Linked DNA regions of Macaca mulatta: regions 1 and 3 are each linked to region 2. Evidence: chromatin contacts called from public Hi-C data. All regions are on one chromosome and are shown on one strand. Each heading gives the region's core, a stretch centred on a gene start, on an enhancer-like site or on the middle of the called end of the contact. The rest is flanking DNA. Distances are from core to core; before and after follow the strand shown.

Region 1 (3,458 bases), core at 58-2,557, 83 kb before region 2:
TTCATCTGTGATGGAACAAGCAGGCAATATTCTACATTGTTTTAACAAATAAAGCAAACTATGTACCACTGTTCTGGTAGTAAAACCCTTTAACCATAATAAATGCCATCACGTAGCAAATGCTTCGCTGTGCTAAACACCTTATCTCGTGTAATCTGCTCAACGGCCCTAAGATTAGGGAGACACTGCTATCATTCCTAGTTCACAGAGGAGGGTCGGACGCAAAGAGGTGAAGTGATTTCCTGGAGCCACCTGACCAAAGACTGGAACCAAGATTCTAAGAGGCACACGAAGTCCTTCTGGTAATAAATTTGTGTCATTCTATTTGTTATGTTCAGCTGTGCTAACCCTAAAAATTAAAAACTGCCATCAAGCATATAGAATGGGCGTTAGTAACACCCGTGTTAGCACGGTGATGGTGAATCACATAATTTTAAGGAGTTAGAAGGTCCTTTAGACATTACGCAGCCCACTGCCCTCATTTTTACAGAATGGGAATCAGGTGAAGTGACCTGTACAGGTGAGTCGCTGCTCAGAGCCCGCACAGCACATTTAAAACTGATTTCGGTTCAGTACTCGAGAAAAGGGCACAGACTGATAAATGGTGGCAAAGACCGAGCTGTCTGGTTCATCCGGTACCCAACGCCGGGTCCAGTACAGAGCAGGCGCTCGATATTTACAAGACGAATCAATGACTGAATGAATAGCACCGCCAGGAGCCCCATAAAAGAAGTCCAGAAGACTACGGGCTGTCAGTCTTCGCTGTGACAAAGAGCCTCCGTGAGGACCGAGGACTAGGGACGGACAGGGAGCGCCCTTCCAGTGGACGCTCGACTCGGCTAGGGCCGGGACGGAGACGGTGGGTGCCCGGGCCCTCTCCCTCCCGCTGGCCGCGTGCAGGGCCGAGCGGGGGCGGGGGCGGGGCCGAAGCCGAGCCGGGAGAAAGAAGCCGCTGGGCCCACCCAAACAAGCATTTTCACCGTAATCCCGCCCTCAAAGTTTCTCCCGCGGCCCATATCCGCATGGCGGTGAAGGTCGAAGATGCGCGACCTAAAGGGCCAGGTTTTCGGTCAGCCCAGCGTTGGCGAAGAGCGAGGGCGGAACACAACGACCAGCCTAGTACCGCCCGGTTAGGGGCCTAGCTCCTCTACTCACAGCGTTGGAAGGAGGGAGCCAGCCCGCGTCCACGCGTCTGCGGCGCACTGGCCTGCCCTTCGCCCTCCGCCGCGCGCGCCCATTGGCCACCGCAGCCTCTCCCACATGGGGCGAAGGCGCGCACTTCATTGGCCCCCGCATGAGGGGCGGGGCTAGAGGACGCCGGTCTCCGGCCGTGGAGGGTCAAGTGGCGGCTTCTGAACGCTGAGGCAGGGGAGCGTAGGGGATGGTGCCGGCGCTGCGTTATTTGGTTGGTGCCTGCGGACGGGCCCGCGGGGGTTTCGCCGGGGGCTTCCTTGGGGCGTGCGGGTCGGCGTCTGGGAGGCCCCGACCGCTGTGTGGAGGTGGCCGCAGCGCCAGCACCAGGTGAGTGACAGCTGGTCCTCCCCGCCGCCTGCACTGCTGCCTCTCGCAGAGGCACCTGGTGGTGGACCTGTGCCTCTGTTCCTATTTCCCTGTCCCGGGGTGAGAGCAGGTTGGGGTCTTGTGGCGCTCCAACCTCGGATCCCAGGAGCTACCAACCTGCAGGTTCATTCGTTGTATTTACGGGCTGGAGGAAAGGCAGTGTATAGAGTAGAGGTCAAGAGTAGCTCTGGCTTTGAGCAACCCGTTCACTTGCTGTTGAACTCTGGGCTACTTAACCTCCTTAAGAGCTCAGTCGTGAATGGGACCTTAGCGTCTCCTGTAGGTGGTCGTTTGAAGGATAAAAGGACCTAGCACACAGTGTAAGCAATCAAATATGCTGTTTATTAGCTGGCGTCTTTGGCGTTGCTTGGAAGATCTGAATACAGTCTTAAATCAGTTCCTGGCACACCCCGCATAGAGTTTCCCCCATCGGAAGCAGCTCTTATGCTAATCAAAGCCCGCAGAATTCAGTGTCCTGTGATTTATAGTTTGGACGTGACTTTCGAAACCACTGTCTTTCTCTGCCCTCTGTAGAAGAAACAGTTTGTGTGAAGGCTGTAAGGCTTGGAGAGGTTTTGGCTATTTTGAGGACTAGAAGGTGGGCCATATGAGTGTGACTGAAGCTTAGTGGAAGACAGATGGTGTGGAATGACCCGGGAGAAGGACTACATCACAGCAAGGTTTTTATTTTATTTTAACCACACGTTAACTTTTATTCTAAGAGCCACGGGAAACTATTTAAAAGGGTTTTAAGAAGAGGCTACACTTTGGGAGGCCGAGGCGGGCGGATCGCCTGAGGTCAGAAGTTGGAGACCAGCCTAACCAACATGGCAAAACCCCGTCTCTACTAAAAATATTTTAAAAATTAGCCTGGCGTGTTGGTGAGCCCCTGTAATCCCAGTTACTCGGGAGCCTTAGGCAGGAGAATCGCTCGAACGTGGGAGGCGGAGGTTGCAGTGAGTCGAGATCGCGCCATTGCACTCTAGCCTGGGCAACAGAGCGAGACTCTGTCCCGCAAAAAAAGAAAGAAAGAAGAGACTAGCGATTAAATGTTGATGTTGTAAAAGTTGACTGGCTGCTGCGTGTTGGTGGATGAGGGGAGTAGAGTGGGAGACCAGTAATAGTGATTGTGATTTTTTGTGGGGCATGTAGACAGTTCTTTTGGGAAGCTTTTCTTAAGGAAAGAAAAGTAGGGCTAGTGAAAGTTTTGTTTATACTTAAAATGTTTTTTAAAACAATTTTTGGAGTCAGGGTCTCACTCTGTTGCCAAGGCTGGTTTGCAGTGGCACAATCATAACGCAGCCTCCACCCTCTTGGGCTCAAGTGATCCTCCCGCCTCAGCCCCCCTCCCCAACTCTTCCTGCCCTCCAGAAGCTGGGACCACAGGCAGCTAATTATTTTCCTATTTTTTGTAGAGACGTCGCCCAGGCTGGTCTCGAACCCCTGACCTCAAGTGAACCTCCCTCTTCAGCCCCCCAAAGGGCTGACAGTACAGGTGTAAGCCACTGTGCCTGACCTATACTTTTATTTTGAAATAATTATAGATCCATTGGAAGTTGCAAAAATAGTACAGGCCAAGCATGGTGACTCAGGCCTGTAATCCCAGTGCTTTGGGAGGCTGAGGCAGGAGGATCACTTGAGCCCAGGAGTTTGAGACCAGCCTGGGCAAAATATGAGATCCCATCTCTACAAAATAAAAAATAAAATTAAATAAACAGTACAAAGAGATCCCATGTACCCTTCACCCCATTTACCCTAATGAAAACGTCTTATATAACTGTAGTACAATATCAAAACCAGGAAATTGATATTGGCAAAATCCATGGACATTGTTCAGCTTTCATCAGTTTTACATGTATTCGTGTGTGTGTGTGTGTGTGTAGTTCTATGCAGTTTAA
Region 2 (3,173 bases), core at 157-2,656:
TTACAACCTGTTAAAAGTAGTATGCTCAGCCTCTAGTGGGATGAAATTCGTGGTAATGATAAAGTTACCAGAGCCTATGCCTCCTTGAACTGAAAAGCTTGTCAGATCTTTTCTGGGTTGCTAATGAGTGTGTCCCAGAGGCCAATCCAGGTTTTGTAGGACCTGAAGCCTACACAATTTGGAAGACACGATTAAGAAAACAATTCGAAAATATCTTTTGAAAGTTTTGTAAAAACGATATGATTTTGTGAACGCACAAGGGCCCGTGCAAGTGACGGACCTTTCAATTCAAGCTTGATCAACGTCACTGTCATCTGCCCCTTCTGACCCTACCACCAGGCAAGGGCTTTCCACGCCTCATCTCTCGGTTCCCACACCATCACCCTAAGAAACAGTTACTATATCTCCTAACGATATACTATATATAGTATATAATTTGTATAAGCATACAGTACTCATGAAAACAAGCCACATAGAGCACAAATACGTTAAATATCCCGTCCAGCCCGAATGACCCTTTCTCTCCACGTCCCTGTACAGCCTCCCAAGACGGTAGTCCTGGGGCTCGAGGCGCCACAAGAGTGGCACCGAGTTCGGATTGTCTTGAGCAGGTCGAAAGGAGGGGGCATATGGGGAAAAAGCAGTCAAACTGGAGAGTCTGGAGCGGCCCCCGGTACAGTCCCAGGAAAAGCGGACTCCCCCGGGCCCCCAGGCCCAGCAAACCAGCGCCGGGAAGGCGCCTCTGCCTGCTCCGCGGCGCGCATGCTCCGTGTTAGGCCTCTCGGGCTACTCGGGATTATGAGCGCCGGGCCGAGGGGGCGGGCCGAGCCTCGGCTGCTGGGACCCGGGGCTCGGCGGCGACACCGAGGCACTCTGTGCGGCTGCTAAACGGGCGGCAGCGGCGGCCGGCGCTGTGCGCGCCATAGTGAGGCTCGCTCGCCCGACGCGCACTCCGGGTCGGTCCCCAGAGCTTTGTGGAGGTGACTCGAGTGGGCAGGGCCGGGCGGCGCTGTCGGCTGGGAGGGCAGGGAGGAGGCGATGAGGAGACAAGCAGCCGCCGCCGCTGCTCACCGCCCGCCGCGGCCGTAGCGGGAGTCGGGGCGGGGCTGGGCCAGCTGTACCCCTGCCGGGCCGCGAACCCAGACAAAGGAGGAGGAGCCGCCCCAGAAGCGGGCCAGCGCCGCCGGGAAAGGAGGTCACCGCCGGGGGTCGCCCGGACTCGCGGATCGCCGCGCTTCCTCTGCGGGCACTGCAGGAGGCGAGGGCCGCCCCTGCGGAGGAAGTCGACCCCGGGGTCTCCGCCTGCCCGCCGGCGCCGCCTCCCAGCCGCCTCGGCCGTAGCCTCGGTCCGGGCGGGAGGCGGCGGCCGCCGGCGAGGCAAGGCGGCCCGCGCCCTGCCTGTCAGGCCACCGGCCCGGCCCGCGGGCTGCCCCCGATGCGGAGGCGCTGTCGCCGGGGCCATGCAGCAGGCGCCGCAGCCTTACGAGTTCTTCAGTGAGGAGAATAGTCCGAAATGGCGGGGACTGTTGGTCTCGGCCCTGCGGAAGGTCAGTGCTGGGGCCGGGGCGGCCGGCGGGTTGGGGGCCGGGCCCGTGGTCCCCTGGGCTTCTAACGGGGAGCAGCTTGTTCCTCCCACAGGGCTCGAGTCCCGGGGCCGAGCAGTTTCTCGTTGGCTGGCAATGGGGGCTCACAAATGCCTGTTGCATTCTGAAGGACGTTTCTCAAGTTTTTTTGCCTGGTCCCGGAAGGAAGGTTTTGTTATGATCATAAAACTGGATTTCATGTTGCAGTCATTTCGTCAGGCTACTTCCGCCGTTGACCAATTTGTTGTCCTCAGGCTGGAATCGGGCAAGAGAAAGTCCCGCTGGTATTTAGACAGTTTCTAAAACAAAAGCACATTTTCAGGTCGGGTAATTACTTTTAATTAAGTTCTTTGGGAGTGTTTCCCCTAGGCGGTTTGCTTGTCAAGGGTATCCACTTATGAGGCAATGGTTTTTTGTAATATGGATGTTTCACATGTGTGAAATGTCAGTGAGTCATGATATTCTTATTCATTTTACAGTTCTAAAGGTACATTTAAAGCGCCTTCCCACTTCCTGCAGACGGTGTCTTACCTGTTTACAAGAGATTACCCTTAGAAAATTTGGTGTCTTCACGACCAAATTGCGATTTAGGACTTGAAATCATTTTAAGGAACAAAAAGGGGGCAACTCCTGCAAATCAGTCTTTCACGTTTGGGTGCATTGCTAGGGTGCATCTTTCCTGTAGATGGTGGTGGTCTTCTTCTGAATTTAGGTACTAACCATATGATCATTTTTATAATAAATCCTTTTGTAGGATCAAGACATTTAAAGACTGAATAGGTGCGGGATCAGCTATCATGCCTGCTGAGCAGGGGCTTTCTTTGCCATTAATGCAAACTTAGTCCTTTCTGCCTTTTGTGCAAAATAACCAAGAATACATTCTAAAATAATAAAGAAAAAATAAAGATTAATTTAAGAGACTATACTTGTAAAATATATCCTCATACATTAAATTTCTATAAATGAAAGGAAGTAGTGTATTTTAAAGTTAAAGACATTTTCCTCATGCGTTGAGAGTTGCAGATTTTCCATTATTTTCATAATTCTTACAAGGAAGTATTGCTTTCCTCAGGGCAAACACCAAGTCGTATCTTTTTAAAGAACCTGGCAGAGATGACTATTGGCAGCTAGACAGTTATTCCATTGGTATACTAAGTGCTAAAGTATTAAATTGACCTTACTTCCATGTGCAGCCCAATTCTGTAAGGAAAGGGGAAGAAATGAAAAGTGTGCTGAGTGGTGATAATGAACTCTGGCCTGAATTAAAAGCAAAGGGGGAAATGTGTAGATAGTAATTAGCCCTTTGACCACAGGGAAGTGTGAGTGTAGTTATCAGGTAGGCCTATATTGTTGGCAGTGTGATGCAGGTGTGTACCCGTTTATAGTTTTCTGGTAGCAAATAGTATTTGAGTGTGTGTTGCATAACTTGTTCAATAGGTAACTTTGATTCTAATAATCTCTCATGTCCCGAAACAGATTTATGTTTTCTTTTTCTTTAAATAGAGAAAGGGTTATACTATGTTGCCCAGGCTGGTCTTGAACTTATGGCCTCAAGCAGTCCTCCCACCTCTGCCTTCCAAACTGCTGGGA
Region 3 (3,424 bases), core at 284-2,783, 110 kb after region 2:
GTTTACAGTGACATGATTGCACTGAAAAGGGATAGTGCTTTTGTGAAATTTTTCAAATTTGAGTAATAGATGCCTTTTTAAGGCAGTGAATTTACACAAATATGGGAGGGGTATATGGTGTTACTGATTTTTAGACCTCTTTGACCATCTTCTAGTTTTTACTTCTAGTTTTTACATCTAGGAGAATTGTGAATAACACCAACTGTTCTTAAACTCTTTAATTCCATGTCTTAAATGCCGGTATTTGCTGCTGAAGACAAAAATGAAAAGTAGGATGAAAATAATAGAATGGCACTGTAAGTGTTTATTATTTTGTCAAAATGTAATCAAAGACTACATAACCCAATGATGGAGGTAAAAAGGGCATGTATCTCATTCAGATGTGCCTTTTGTTTTTGCAGACTATGATGTCTTTAGCTAATGAATTGCCTATTGTTATGGAAAACAGTTAATATGCCATGTATGTACAGTTTTGTTTATATTGTATATTTAAAGATACTGCTAATCTATATAAATTTAAGTGACTTGAGGCCTATAATACAATCTGCTACTTTACTAATTCATAAATTCAAAAAAAATTCTATGGCATAGGAACCAACTGCCTTGCCTTCAACACCTAGTAACTTTCTCTATAAATCTCGTGTTAACTGAAATTTTTTTTAAATATATTTTTTAGATTGGTAATATTTAAACCAGCAAATACTTAAAGCTTTATTAAATGTTTTAATCAGATAAGTGAGTAAAACTTTTATTTGCCATTTGGATGCCTTTGTTCAAAGTGATAAAGAGTGTTTTGCTGATAGTGCTGTAGCAGCAGTTGTAAAGTAGCCAAAAGCCACGTTGTTTATTTACTGGTCTGTGGCCTTTTACTGTGCTTTGTATCAGAGTTCTTAACAAGATTAATAAATCACCCCAGTCTTAATTTTAAAAGACTTTTAAAATATGTGTTTTCATTATAAGGAACAAAGGGGGAGATTGTTGAGTCCTGTAGAGAGACACACACACACACACACACACACACACACACACACACACACATTTTTCTTCAGTGTTAAATGTGAGCTGCAGGCTTCTAGCAACCACTTTTTTGAATTCATACAAAAAACTAGGAGCATACTAGGAACTTGAAAAGGAAGATTGTAAGATTATAGCCATCTTTCGTAGGATCTTGGAAGCTGCTTGCATTTAAGCCTTGTAACTACTCTGTAAATCAAGTCTCCAACTAGGTAAACTCTGAGGTTGGCTTTGTTTTTTAAAGAGCAGATTATAATAGTAGTTTTGTCAAGAAAAGTGATTTAAACGGCCTCTTCGTTAAGCCAAACGTGTGATTTAGAGTAGAGCGGGGGCTGCCAAGCCCGTCGGGAAAGGCGGAGCCCCACATTCGGCCCCGCCCAGGTAACGCCGCCTTCCGGGCTTTGTTAACTCACGCGCGCTGCTGCGTCAACTCAGCCGCGGGGAGGGGGCGGAGCCGCAGGGCGGGGCGGTGCGCGCTGATGTGACGTGCCTGCGCGCGCCGCTTTCTGTTGCCGGCCGCGATGGCGGCTACGCCGGAGTCCTCGCTGGAGGACCCACTGGGGAGCTTTGTGCGCGTGTTGGAGAAGCGGGATGGTACGGTGCTACGACTACAGCAGTATGGCTCCGGCGGCGTGGGTTGCGTTGTTTGGGACGCTGCCATTGTCCTTTCTAAATACCTGGAAACGCCCGAGTTTTCTGGTGACGGGGCCCACGCGCTGAGCCGGCGGTCGGTGCTGGAGCTGGGTTCGGGTACCGGGGCCGTGGGGCTCATGGCCGCTACCCTTGGGTAAGAGCTGACGGGCGGGCGGGATGTGGGGGCACCTTCTTGCTGGAGAAATCCAGATTACAGGTTTTCCCGCCTGTGCTTACACCTCAGTCGACGTTATTTTATAGGGCTGATGTTGTAGTCACCGATCTTGAGGAATTGCAAGACTTGCTGAAGATGAATATTAATATGAACAAGCATCTTGTCACTGGTTCTGTTCAAGCCAAGGTACTGAAATGGTTTGTATGGCCTTTCAGCTTGTTTTAAGATATCGATTTGTAGTTTGTTTTAAATTGCGTTTCATTAAAAGGATGGACGGAGACTTTTCGGTTCTTTATAAAACAAGAGTATTTTGAATTATTAAAACAACAATTGAAATATTTGTTTGACATTTTTAAGGGGGGAAGAAATAGAAGGCTTTCCTTCTCCACCCGACTATATACTGATGGCCGACTGCATATACTATGAAGAGGTAAGTATTCAGTGAGTGAAATACCTTCATTTAGAAGATGAACCATATTTCATGGATTCTGAAGCACACGTTTCTTCACATTTTAACATCTTTGAATCCGGGATTTGCCTTATAGTTGATGCAGTAAAGAAAAGATAAAAGTCACCATGGACCATTTGTATATATGCTCATCATTAACATACCGGCCTGGTGAAGCATGTTGAGAAAAGTGTTACATGCATTTTACTCACGGCTTCTGTAAAAATTTTTAAAGGATTTTGTCAATTGGATGTTATGAAAAGCCAAAATCGTCTCTTTTTCCCTTGGTTGTTCCCAGGGAACATGTTAACCATGACATTGAGAATTAAGTTGTAAATAATTCACTGTTCTTTGCTTTAAATATCAGTTTGGACCGGGCGCAGTAGTTCACCCCCGTAATCCCAGCACTTGGGAGGCCAAGGCGGGTGGGTCACCTGAGGTCGGAAGTTCGAGACCAGCCTGACCTACATGACAAAACTTGTCTCTACTAAAAATACAAAATTAGCCTGGCGTGGTGGTGCATGCGTGTAATCCCAGTTATTTGGGAGGCTGAGGCAGGAGGATCGCTTGAACCCGGGAGGTGGAGGTTGCAGTGAGCTGAGATAGTGCCGTTGCATTCTAGCCTGGGCAACAAGAGCGAAACTCCGTCTCAAAAAAAAAAAAAAAAAAAAAAGGTGCATCAGTTTGTATAGTGTTGTGGGTATCAGTTATTTTAAAAATAATTAGCACTGAACCAAGTTAGGGTCAGATTTAACTTTTGTAGGGTAAATTGTTGATTATTTAAATCTCAAATTACATAAAATTAATCTCTTGAGTAAAGTTGATTACATTTGTTTTTCCATGAGAACTCCAAAATGCAGTTGTCTGAATCCTTTTTCTGGAAACCGAAATCAGCACATGGTTTAGTTAAGAGGAGCTTACCCAATCGTTAGTTACAGAGGGGTTTTTGTTTGTTTTAAGGTAGGGGTCTTGCTCTGTCACACATGTTGTAATGCGGTGGAGTGAGCATAGCTCACTGTAACCTTGAGCCCGTGAGACTCAGTCCTCCCATTCAGCCTCCTCAATAGCTAGGACTATAGGTGTGCACCAGCATGCTGGCTAATTTTTCAACTTTTTGTAAGGTGTGTGTGGAGGTGGGGTGTCTCTCGCTGTAT

The links. A called contact is a pair of places that touch in the nucleus more often than the background predicts.
Region 1: a contact with region 2 is called in a Hi-C map of blood, with 3 times the contacts expected there. The contact joins the promoter of L2HGDH here to the promoter of SOS2 in region 2. A contact is called at or near these places in 4 of 14 Hi-C or Micro-C datasets (CD4 T cells, blood, fetal cortex germinal zone and 1 more).
Region 3: a contact with region 2 is called in a Hi-C map of blood, with 3 times the contacts expected there. The contact joins the promoter of VCPKMT here to the promoter of SOS2 in region 2. A contact is called at or near these places in 2 of 14 Hi-C or Micro-C datasets (blood and cortical neurons).

Annotation. Positions count from the first base shown.
Region 1 is chr7:123,547,209-123,550,666 of T2T-MMU8v2.0, reverse strand. It overlaps L2HGDH (L-2-hydroxyglutarate dehydrogenase), which reads left to right and starts at 1,307. Exons shown (of 11, transcript XM_001099959.5): 1 at 1,307-1,521. The coding sequence starts at 1,382. DMAC2L (distal membrane arm assembly component 2 like) reads right to left here and starts at 1,204. Exons shown (of 5, transcript XM_077940983.1): 1 at 1,156-1,204.
Region 2 is chr7:123,464,362-123,467,534 of T2T-MMU8v2.0, reverse strand. SOS2 (SOS Ras/Rho guanine nucleotide exchange factor 2) reads left to right here and starts at 1,406. Exons shown (of 23, transcript NM_001260585.1): 1 at 1,406-1,547. The coding sequence starts at 1,461.
Region 3 is chr7:123,350,387-123,353,810 of T2T-MMU8v2.0, reverse strand. VCPKMT (valosin containing protein lysine methyltransferase) reads left to right here and starts at 1,533. Exons shown (of 6, transcript NM_001266438.1): 1 at 1,533-1,801; 2 at 1,909-2,019; 3 at 2,180-2,252. The coding sequence starts at 1,536. It overlaps SOS2 (SOS Ras/Rho guanine nucleotide exchange factor 2), which reads left to right. Exons shown (of 23, transcript NM_001260585.1): 23 at 1-930.